Regions from separate parts of the Mus musculus genome. Here region 1 is linked to region 2. A link is a contact called in public Micro-C data. All regions are on one chromosome and are shown on one strand. Each heading gives the region's core, a stretch centred on a gene start, on an enhancer-like site or on the middle of the called end of the contact. The rest is flanking DNA. Distances are from core to core; before and after follow the strand shown.

Region 1 (5,205 bases), core at 995-3,494, 33 kb before region 2:
CAACCCCTAGCCCTCATACACAGGTGCATGGACAACACAGACACACACAGACACAAACACACACCCCATAACATGCACAAATATTATATTATATTATATTATATTATATATTCTTTCGAAGATCCACAGAAGTCTAATTTTTCATGTGAGGTGGCTGACAAGGAATGATGAATATAAAATCAAAAGTCCTAGTGAATTTTAGGCATGTATCATCACCAATGCCTTTTTACTAAAGAGACATGTAGAATGCCTAGAGGAAAGCAGGATTTTATCTTGAACAAAGTGAAAGTTAAGGAACATTTCCTATTCTAGCACATGAAACATGGTTACTCATCACTACTGCCTGTTAAGAGGCCAGCAGCCACACTGACTCCTTGTTGATTCTACAGTAAAAAGGATACCACAGAAAGTACGCCTCTATAAAGACATTCACACTCACTATAAAACCACCTGTTCATACTAGTACTCAGTCAATAAAACAAGATAATGTTACCTAAGGTCTTCAAATAACATTTTGTAACTGAAGTTCCCTTTTCCCTGCCCCACAAAAGAGAATAAAATCAGGTCACCTGAAATTTAAATCATAAGCAATACCAAAAAAAAAAAAAAAATCTTAGAGATTTTTAGAAAATCTCAAGTTCCTTTGTTGCTGTTGTTAAGAAGGTGTTAACTGAAGTAAAAACTCTATTGCATGTTATTATCAGTCTATTCTTACAATGTAAGACATGCACACTCTCCTCCTGCTTCCATTTACCCCATTCAATCAATTCTTCATCTAAAAATCAAGACAAATCTTTACTACAGCAAACAAAATTAAACCACTCCTCTGGTTTCCCACTCTTGTAGATCCCACAATCAAACTCAAACAAATTTCAGAAGACCTTTCATACCCTGACTTGTGGTCAAATCTTTTTTTAAACATCGGTTCTCTTAGGCCATGATGCAGTCTACCTTCTCTCCTCAGTACTAAAGCTGTTTGAATGAGAAGCTAACTAAGAAAATGCCTGGAAAGGTTTGCAGGCCATGGCTTGTGCTGTGTCTCTTCCAAAAGTTCTGTTGAAAGGTACTAGGAGGGGGGACCAAATAGTTACTATGTAAGCCATGGAGTCCCACTGTCATAAAAAAGGGGGCTTTGAAAATGTGTTCTTCCTCATGTTCTGTGCCATGAAAATATAAAACAGTAAGGTCCATACCAGGCCCTAACTAACACTCTGATCTTGGACAAGTCACCAAAACTATGACAGAATAAGTACTTTCCCTTATCCTCACTCAAATATTGTCACAGCACTTAAACAAACAAACAAACAAAACAGCAAAACAAAACAAAAACAGCCTAAGACAACATTGAAAATTACCATTCACAAAAAGTACTGAATTTGCATCTGGAATGTTATATTTACTTCAACTGTAATCAATAACTGATGCGCTGTACTGCTTAAGTGAACGAACTTCTAATATGTTCCCACCTGTACAGAGCATAAGCCAGGAAAGTCATGTTTAGTAAGCTGAGAGAATAAAGACTTTTTCAAATTTAGGAGTATGACAATGTGGATTCAAACAAGACAAGAAGAGTAAACAACGCACTCTTACTAAAGTGATAATAAAGATTAACAATATAATACCTCCTTATTTCCATTCCTCACAAATCTTCATGGCTGCCACTGCTTCCTGGGGCCATGTGAATATTTTCTGTACTTTTCCAATATTAATACTAGTTCTGTCTAAATAAAAACATTTACCTGTGTTTTAAATAAAATTAATGTCTTACAAAAAAACTCTGAAACTTTGCTAGCACGTTTTAAATACCATTCTAAATCCTCCCATACAAGAATGCTTACATTCAGTGTTCTTGTAAGAAACAAAGACTCAAGGAACTAGAATTATTCACTACAGCACTTATGGGAGCATTTAAACATGAGGTAAACTTCTAAAATAACAGTACTGAAAAAAGGTTCAATGATAAGATACTTTCTAACAAGTTACTTCGAGATGCCGGAATATAAGTAAGGCTCAAATATAAGTCAGTCTATCCCTCAGCATAGAAGCCTGGGATCAGGAGACAGAAGCTTTAAGGACAAGACACCATAGTCAATGGTGTACTTGCTAACTGAAAAGGGAAGAACCAGGAGGAATAAGAGGAAGAAAAAGAACGGAAGCAAAATGAAGTTGAAAAGACATGGAAACAACTGCACCCATCCATCAATTTCAGCTAAGCAGCTGGTTGGTGAGTCAGGGGTCAACAATTCTAACCCCTGGCTTTCTACTAAATATGAAAACCAATTCCTAGTGGAATTCACATACCCTCTTCCTGCTTATCACTTAAATCTGCATCAATTGCAAATGAAGAACAGTTTTGCTTTTAATGCATTTATTCATTCATTTGTTCTTTCATTTTGCAGTTTGTGAACGTGTGGTGTGTGTGTGTGTGTGTGTGTGTGTGTGTGTGTGTGTGTATAAGTACAATGTCTGAACACTCATGCAAACCCTGAGGTTCATATCACATGTCTTCCTCAATCACTCTCCACTAAATGTCTTGAGACAGGGTTTCTCCCTGATCCTGGAGCTCAGACACAGCAATGCAGGCTGGCAAGTCAGAGAGCTGCAGGCATTCTCTTCTGTTTTGCCAGTGCTGGGGTTATAGATGTATGCCACCACACCCAGCTTTTTTACATAGGTGCTGTAATTGCTGAGGATCCAAATACATGTATACATGTTTTCATGACCAGCATTTCACTGACTAAGCTAAGCCATGTTCCTAGCTCCAAATCCACCCTTTAAAGACAATTTTTTCCTTTTTTTTATTAGATATTTTCTTTATTTGCATTTCAAATGTTATCCTCTTTCCTAGTTTCCCCTCCGAAAATCCCATCTCCTCTCTTCTCCCCATGCTCAACAACCCACCCACTCCTGCTTCCTGGCCCTGGCAGCCCCCTATAACTGTGGCATAGAACCTTCACAGGACCGAGGGATTCTCCTTCCATTGATGAGCAACTAGGCCATCCGCTGCTACATATGATGCTAGAGCCATGAGACCCACCATGTGTTTTCTTTGATTGTGGTTTAGTCCCAGGGAGCTCTGGGGAGTACTGGCTAGTTCATATTGTTCCTCCTATGGGGCTGCAAACCCCATCAGCTTCTTGGGTGCTTTCTCTAGCTCCTCCATTGGGAACCCTGTGCTTTTGTCCAATGGATAGCTGTAAGCATCCACTTTTGTATTTGTCAGGCACCGGCAGAGCCTCTCATGAAACAGCATTATCAGGTCCTGTCAGCAAGCTCTTGTTGGCTTCTACCATTGTGTTTGGGTTTGGTGATTGTTTATGAGATGGATACCCAGGTGGGGCAGTCTCTGGATGGTCATTCCTTAAGTCTCTGTTCCAAACTTTGTCTCTGTAACTCCTTCCATGGGTATTTTGTTCCCCCTTCTAAGAGGGATCGGAGTATCACACTTTGGTCTTCCTTCTTCTTGAGTTTCAGAAACTTATAGAGGAGAGAGTGGGGAAGAGCCTCGAAGATATGGGCACAGGGGAAAAATTCCTGAACAGAACAGCAATAGCTTGTGCTGTAAGATCAAGAATCGACAAATGGGACCTCAAAAAATTTCAAAGCTTCTGTAAGGCAAAGAACACTGTCAATAAGACAAAAAGGCAACAGACTGGGAAAAGATCTTTACCAATCCTACATCTGATAGGGGGCTAATATCAAATATATTCAAAGAACTCAAGAAGTTAGACTCCGGAAAACCAAATAACCCTATTAAAAAATTGGGTACAGAGCTAAACAAAGAATTCTCAACTGAGGAATACTGAATGGCTGAGAAGCACCTGAAAAAATGTTCCATATCCTTAATCATCAGGGAAATGCAAATCAAACCAACCCTGAGATTCCACCTCACACCAGTCAGAATGGCTAAGATCAAAAACTCAAGTGACAGCAGATGCTGGTGAGGATGTGGAGAAAGAGGAACACTCCTCCACTGCTGGTGGGATTGCAAGCTGGTAAAACCACTCTGGAAATCAGTCTGGCAGTTCCTCAGAAAATTGGACATAGTACTACCGGAAGACCCAGCAATACCACTCCTGGGCACATACCCCAAAGATGCTCCAACATGTAATAAGGACACATGTTCCACTATGTTCATAGCAGCCTTACTTATAATAGCCAGAAGCTAGAAAGAACCCAGATGTCCCTTAACAGAGGTATGGATACAGAAAATGTGGTACATTTACACAATAGAGTCCTATGCAGTTGTTAAAAACAATGAATTTATGAAATTCTTAGACAAATGGATGGATCTGGAGGATATCATCCTAAGTGAAGTAACCCAATCATAAAAGAACACACATGATATGCACTCACTGATAAGTGGATATTAGCCCAGAAGCTCAGAATACCCAAGATACAATTTATAAAGACAAATTAAAAAGAAGAAACTGAAGCACGATTTAGAATTTAGAATATATTAACAGCCTCATTGAGTCAGATAACAAGGACACAGGCTAATGAGAACTGTGTGTCTAGATGCCACAGAGAATAAAGCTCAGCCTCTAATATCTGCATCTCTAAATATGAATAAATTATAGTATGTACCTCACCCCTCAGCAGAGGCGTTAGTATAAATATCTATCTATGAGATAAGGAAAGAGCATTGATATAAATAGAATGAGTAATATAAAAACAATTTTTAATGCTTTTTGCTTCTTTTGATTCTTAGGTATTTTACTTTTCCTTTATAAACTACTTCATTCATTTTCAAATTACATAGTATAGTAAAAAGGGAAAGTAGGATCAATAAACTGAGGAACAGAAGAATTAAGCAATATACTGTTTAATGAGAAATGGGGGGAAGGTGGGGGACAAAACCTCAGGACTGTCCAAAGGGATAAAGGCACGCCTAAGAGGTGAACGTGAGTGTTGTTAAAGAAGCTACTGGGAAGCATGATGCCATGGACACCATGAAGCACAATGGTTTCACTCAGCAGAAACGCCAAATAGTGCCTGCCTTGTTATGCTTCTGTTCCTTTTTTACTATTGAATCTTAACCATTTTCTCTGATGACTAATATCGTGCATTTCCTGGACCCTTTAATACCATAAAAAGGGAGGCTGGAAAAAAAAAAAACAAAAAACAAAAAAACCGACTTCTCCAAGTGAATCTGGAACAGGCCAAGAAATCAGCAGTCTGGAAGTTTTGGTAGAACTTGTTTTT
Region 2 (5,182 bases), core at 1,175-3,674:
TCCAGGAGTGATACCTTGGGGCTGCTCAAGAATAACCTCCCTCACCAATTAATGAGACTCAGGTGGGTTTGAGAAAGAATAATGTCCACAGTCGTTGGTCAGTGGCCATGATGCCCCTCCTCCTCAAGGGCAGATCAGAAAAAAAGGAGACCTGAGCAGGAGTTTACCAGCTAGATATATAGGGTCAGGGGGAAAAGCACTATGAGGGGGAAAAACTACAGGGTTAAGTCGGTTCAGAAAAGCAAGACGTTTAACATCATCAAAGCTTTCATTCATTTCAGACACCATTGTTTAGCTTGCTCTCTAAACCGAGCACAAAAAGAACTGTCCGCCTGCCTTAAGCATGTTCCTTCTTCCATTTAAACAGACATGATTCTTTTGGTTAATCTCTGGCAATGATCGCCATTTCACAACACATTCAGCCCACCCGGAACTGATCAATACCACTACAGACATAAGACTAGACTTTATCCATTTATTAACCACAAGGAAATGTACCATTCAGCAAAATTCTATACATTACAAAGGATTCTATTAAAAGGGGGGTGGGGTAGGGAAGATGGACACACACACAACAGAGAGGTACACAAAGAAAAGACTACCACCTTCTAATTTCCCTGTGACATACGAGGGAATGACACAACCATGAAACCTGTCAATTTGTCCCCCACCCCTCCTGTTTGCCACAACCTAGGAAGTATACACTGAATTTTTATAATGAATGCATTCACTGTGACTTTTAAACTCTTTCATCCCTCCAACTAACTCTCCGGTTAAGTGCATTTGCACACCTTTCAGCTAGATGTATGTATGCATTTCCAGAATTTCAATACAAAAGCCTAGTTTTTCCAACCACTGGTTGCAACCATACAACATCTTCACATAATCAAATTTTTCAGATATAAAATGGCCAGAGTATTCTCCTAACCTTGAGTTAAAAGAAAAGAAAAGAAAAAGAAATACATCTCACAAGAACAGCATATTTAACATGAACACAATTTCACATGGCCTGTTCTTAACTGAAAACAACGTGTCGGTGCAAAGCGTTTAAAATAAGTATTCCGTAGGTAAGCAGAATCTACGCCTGAAAAGAGCACCCAAATGGTGGGTGAAAGCCAGCACACACCACCAACACACAGCAGCATACCTCTTCTGCACTGGGTTAGGGTTAATACTCCGGCAACTAAAACTATTTTTAACACTACTGGACAATGTAGTTGGAGAAGACGTGAGAGGAGACCTAGATTAAATCGCTGATAGGATGCATTGTTTCTCACAGTCAAAATTAAACACCAGCTCACTTGATCTATGTCTCGATATTCACCGGTGAAGCACTAATTAGATGACGACCAAAACCGGTCCTTGTTTTGGAACAGCTTAGGCTAAATGACATTTTGGAATACCTCCTTCTGGGTCTCAAACCTTTACATAAATTTTCACTTGTGGTATTTGCGGCTTGAACAGCAACCCAACCAGCGCTGTCATCGAGTGTTATGGCCACAAACCATGACTTTCTCACTTGCACAACAACACAGCACTCAACCTATCAGTTCGCCACACCAACCCAAAACAAGTGGAATTCATGGAGATTTCGAGATGATCGGGGCTGCGGGTTTAGGCGCGGGAAAAGCCTCGGCCCGAGAACTGCCCAGCAGACGGCACCCGGCACCCGGCCACAGCCCCGCCGCGCCGGCTCCTCCACCTACCTGAAGAGCAAGAGATAAGAAAGACGGCGAACGCCAACTTTGCAGCAGCTCCCATTTTCCCGAGGCGCCGGAGAAGCCGTAGGAAGTTCTCGCTAGATATCCAGTTCCCTGGGTCTTCCTCGGAGACAAACCTCCTGGTGTAAAATCAACCGTCATAAAACATATTCGGAAGCCCCGAGGCGGGGGGGAGGGGGAAGCAAAAAACGTTCACAGGGTTGAAAAAAAAAGGATTTAAAAAAAAGGCACAACAATTTAAAAAAATGTACCACGGGGGAAAAACCGCCACATACACGCACAACACACCAAACCAAACAACGAAAAGCCAACAACAACAAAAGCGGGTTGGAATCACTGTCAAAATCACTGTCAGCTCCGCTCGCCTCTCGCGTCTCAGCGAACAAAACGCCTGGCTGAGGCGACGAGGCGGCGGCGGCGGCGCCCGCAGCCGCCCGGACGGTCCGGGAGCCGAGCTGCTCCGACGTCCGGACCGACCTTCAACCCGGACACCCAAAGTCCGCGGACCACAGTAGCCGAGCTCGCGGCGGTGGCGGTGCGAGGCGGCCGCGGGAGACGGCGACGGGAGAGACGGTGGCGCAGGCGGCGGCCAAGTTCTGGTCCAGGCTGTGGCTCCGGCTCCCGGCTCCCGGCTCGGCCGCGTTTTCGGTCTCCTGGCCTCCGCCGGCCCCGCCCCCTACACTTCCGGTTCCGTCCTGAAGCTGGAAGCCAGGCGCGGCGGAGAAACGCTCCGCGGCGGCGGTGGCGGCGGCGGCGGGAGCGGCGGCCGGGCGCAGCGCGCGTGCCGGGCGGCGAGCGCGAGGAGATTGTCCGGGAGGCGGGGCGAGCCGGAGGGGCGGGGCCGGATCCGGAGCGCGCTCGCGAGGCTGCGGGAACCGAGACCGAGCAGACGGGACGGCGGGCCCTGCGGGTGCCCGCCGCGGCCCCGAGACGCCCGGTGTGCCCAGTGCGGTGCCCGCCCGGGCGCGAGAGCCGCGGCGCCCGAGCGGGATGGGCGATGCTAAGGCCGACTGCGGCGCCCAGCCTTTCCTCTGGGGGACGCCGAGGCCGCGCCGACTTGCTCCGAGTGGGCGGGAGCCGCACCCGCTGCTGCCCGAGCGAGCTCGGTGCTCGCGAGCCGGCCGCGCCCCCGCCGCCGAGGCCTCCCCACGTTTGTCTTTGGGCTAAAAAATAAAGGCAGGAAGGGCTGTCCGCCAGGTCAGGACACCCTCGCCAGATAGCTCGATGTGAGGTTCGGATCCTATCCACCACACCTTGTATACACAAAGCATTGTGTTGCAAACAGGTTTGCTCCTAGTTGGCGTGAAAGTCTGTATTAGGCTTGAAGTGAAAATCGCAGATTTCAGTGTATTGGACCGTCAGAGACGGTGGTGTTATCAATTCTTAGCCTCTTGTAAGACCTGTTTTTACCCCGTAAGCCATGTTGAACTGTTGATCGGGTGTTCAGTTAAGCACCGAAACATACAGAATGTAAAAATGTGAGCCCTACCTCCAGAAGCTCGGCTATTTGGGATATTCGAAGTTGGCTATAGCGTGCAAAGGATGATTGCTAGAGTCAGTTCGTCTGCCATTTAGCACAATTTGGTATAATAAAGGGGGAGATCTTGTTTTCCACTTTATTCCAGCATTCTGAAGGTTTTGACAGGAATGCTTCCTCAGTAGATAGGTAAATACCTAGAAGTTTGCCCTTTTTTCTTAATACAGTAGTAACCTCTGTGTTTGGAGACATTTTCAAGAAAAAAAGGAAGCAACTGTGGGATGGGTAATTAATGTTTTAGTGTACACTGATCCCCACATTTTTCCACAAACTCACTTGTATTTGTTTTCTTTTTCTCTTCCTATAAACTGCTCTATATTTCTGTCTATTAAGTACATCCTATAATTATCTGCCTATTTCTACTACTTGTCAGGGTTAATAATCATTGTGGCTCTTTAAACTCTCTCCAAGATTTCCAGTTCTCAAGCCCTGCTCAGAATTGATGGTATTATGCAACAAAATCCCAAACTGGTCTTCAGGATGCCTCAGTAAATCGAATGTAGTTCTGCAAACAGTTTAGGCTGGACAGAAACGAAGAGTTGCCACTAACAGTCTTAAAATGGAAGAGTGTGTTTACTTTAGAACCATCTACCCTCCTTTCTCCCAGGGATGGATCAGGCCCTACTGTTGTCTTGTCACTACATCGTCTCGATGTTTCTTCATCGCTAAAAACAGAGCAAGTGAAGCAACAAGAGTTGCATATTAGTTTCCTCTCACCTCCTAGTCTGACATATGAGTGAACGTAAAATTATTTTCTAAAGTAATGAAGAAGAACTTCAAGAATAATTCTGAATAAGAGCATTCTTTGCTAACAAAGAGTTAAAGTAAACCCCTGGGAGAAATTAGTGACAACCAGTCATAACAGCTATGCATTCTGTTCTTAAATGTGCTTCTGGGAGGCACCGGGATGGGCTCTTGTGGAGCTCAAGGTAGCTTCGAACTCCCTAGAGAGCCTAAGATGACCTTGAACTTCTGATCCTCCTGCCTCTACTTTGTAATTGCTGCAATTACTGACATGCACTACTGAGTTGTATTTATGTGGTCCTGGGGATCCAACCTAGAACCCCATGCATACTTAGCAAGCAAATGAGCTCCACCCAGAGCCCAGAATGTACTTTAAAAAAAAAAAAATCCAGAAATAGTGGCTTTAAAAGATAGTGTTATTAATCCCCACTACAGTTCCAAAGCTCACACTGAAGATAGAAATAGCTGAAATTATTAAGGCTGCCCTTTTTCCTCCATATTACTTATGTTTGACAAATTTCTACAAATGCTATGTAATTCAGTCATAGCCACCCCTAATGCTCCCCTCCCAGTACTCCTAGGGCCCCTTAATAAATGCCTTTATATAGTCTGACTGAGTCCAGGTAGTGGTGCTTGTATAAGCGTGGGCAGTCTACCAGTAGTCACATCCCTGCAGAAAGTCCTCTTCCCAGCAAACTTCAATTGCCAGTGGCTCCTCAGCTAAGGCCTCGAGAGGCTCTTCCCGTCAAGATGGGAACTCCTGCCTGGCTTGACCTTGCCAGGGTTACTGTAGCTGCTTCAACTTCCATGCCATGTCCAGAAGATAGTATTTCATTCACAGCACCCCATGGCTGGAACTTTTCTCCCATCCCCCATTCCACGGTGTTCTGTGAGCTTTATGGGATTGATCTAGACATCCTATTTAGGGCTGAGCACCCAACAGTCATTTACTCCTTAGCACTTTGACTAATTACACGTCTCTGCCTTGACTGCTGCTCACTGCAAAGGGAAATGTTCCTGGCCAGGGTTGACAACAGCACTAATATATGGGTATAACCAAATATTTAGAAGGCAGATTGGCAACACTTCTGCCTAACAAAACAACAGTAGTAGGTTCTCCCACGACAGCTTGTGTCCTTCCCTGGCCATGGGCTTTTGACAGTTTGCAGTTCTAGGCATC

The links. A called contact is a pair of places that touch in the nucleus more often than the background predicts.
Region 1: a contact with region 2 is called in a Micro-C map of muscle stem cells, with 3 times the contacts expected there. The contact joins the enhancer-like site here to the promoter of Acvr2a in region 2. A contact is called at or near these places in 1 of 484 Hi-C or Micro-C datasets (muscle stem cells), 3 of 115 datasets of contacts at active chromatin or transcription factors (all in embryonic stem cells) and 1 of 9 other capture datasets (adipose tissue).

The regions. Positions count from the first base shown.
Region 1 is chr2:48,844,215-48,849,419 of GRCm38.p6, reverse strand. The region is part of intron 1 of Acvr2a (activin receptor IIA); the gene reads right to left. Among named protein-coding and RNA genes, the nearest start is that of Acvr2a, 33 kb to the right of the region's middle. Within about 2 kb of position 2,244, at least 7 of the 459 cell types and tissues checked have an H3K27ac peak or open chromatin away from gene starts, as enhancers often do. A contact at or near this core is called in muscle stem cells, where this site is marked.
Region 2 is chr2:48,811,351-48,816,532 of GRCm38.p6, reverse strand. It overlaps Acvr2a (activin receptor IIA), which reads right to left and starts at 2,424. Exons shown (of 11, transcript NM_007396.4): 1 at 1,707-2,424. The coding sequence starts at 1,761.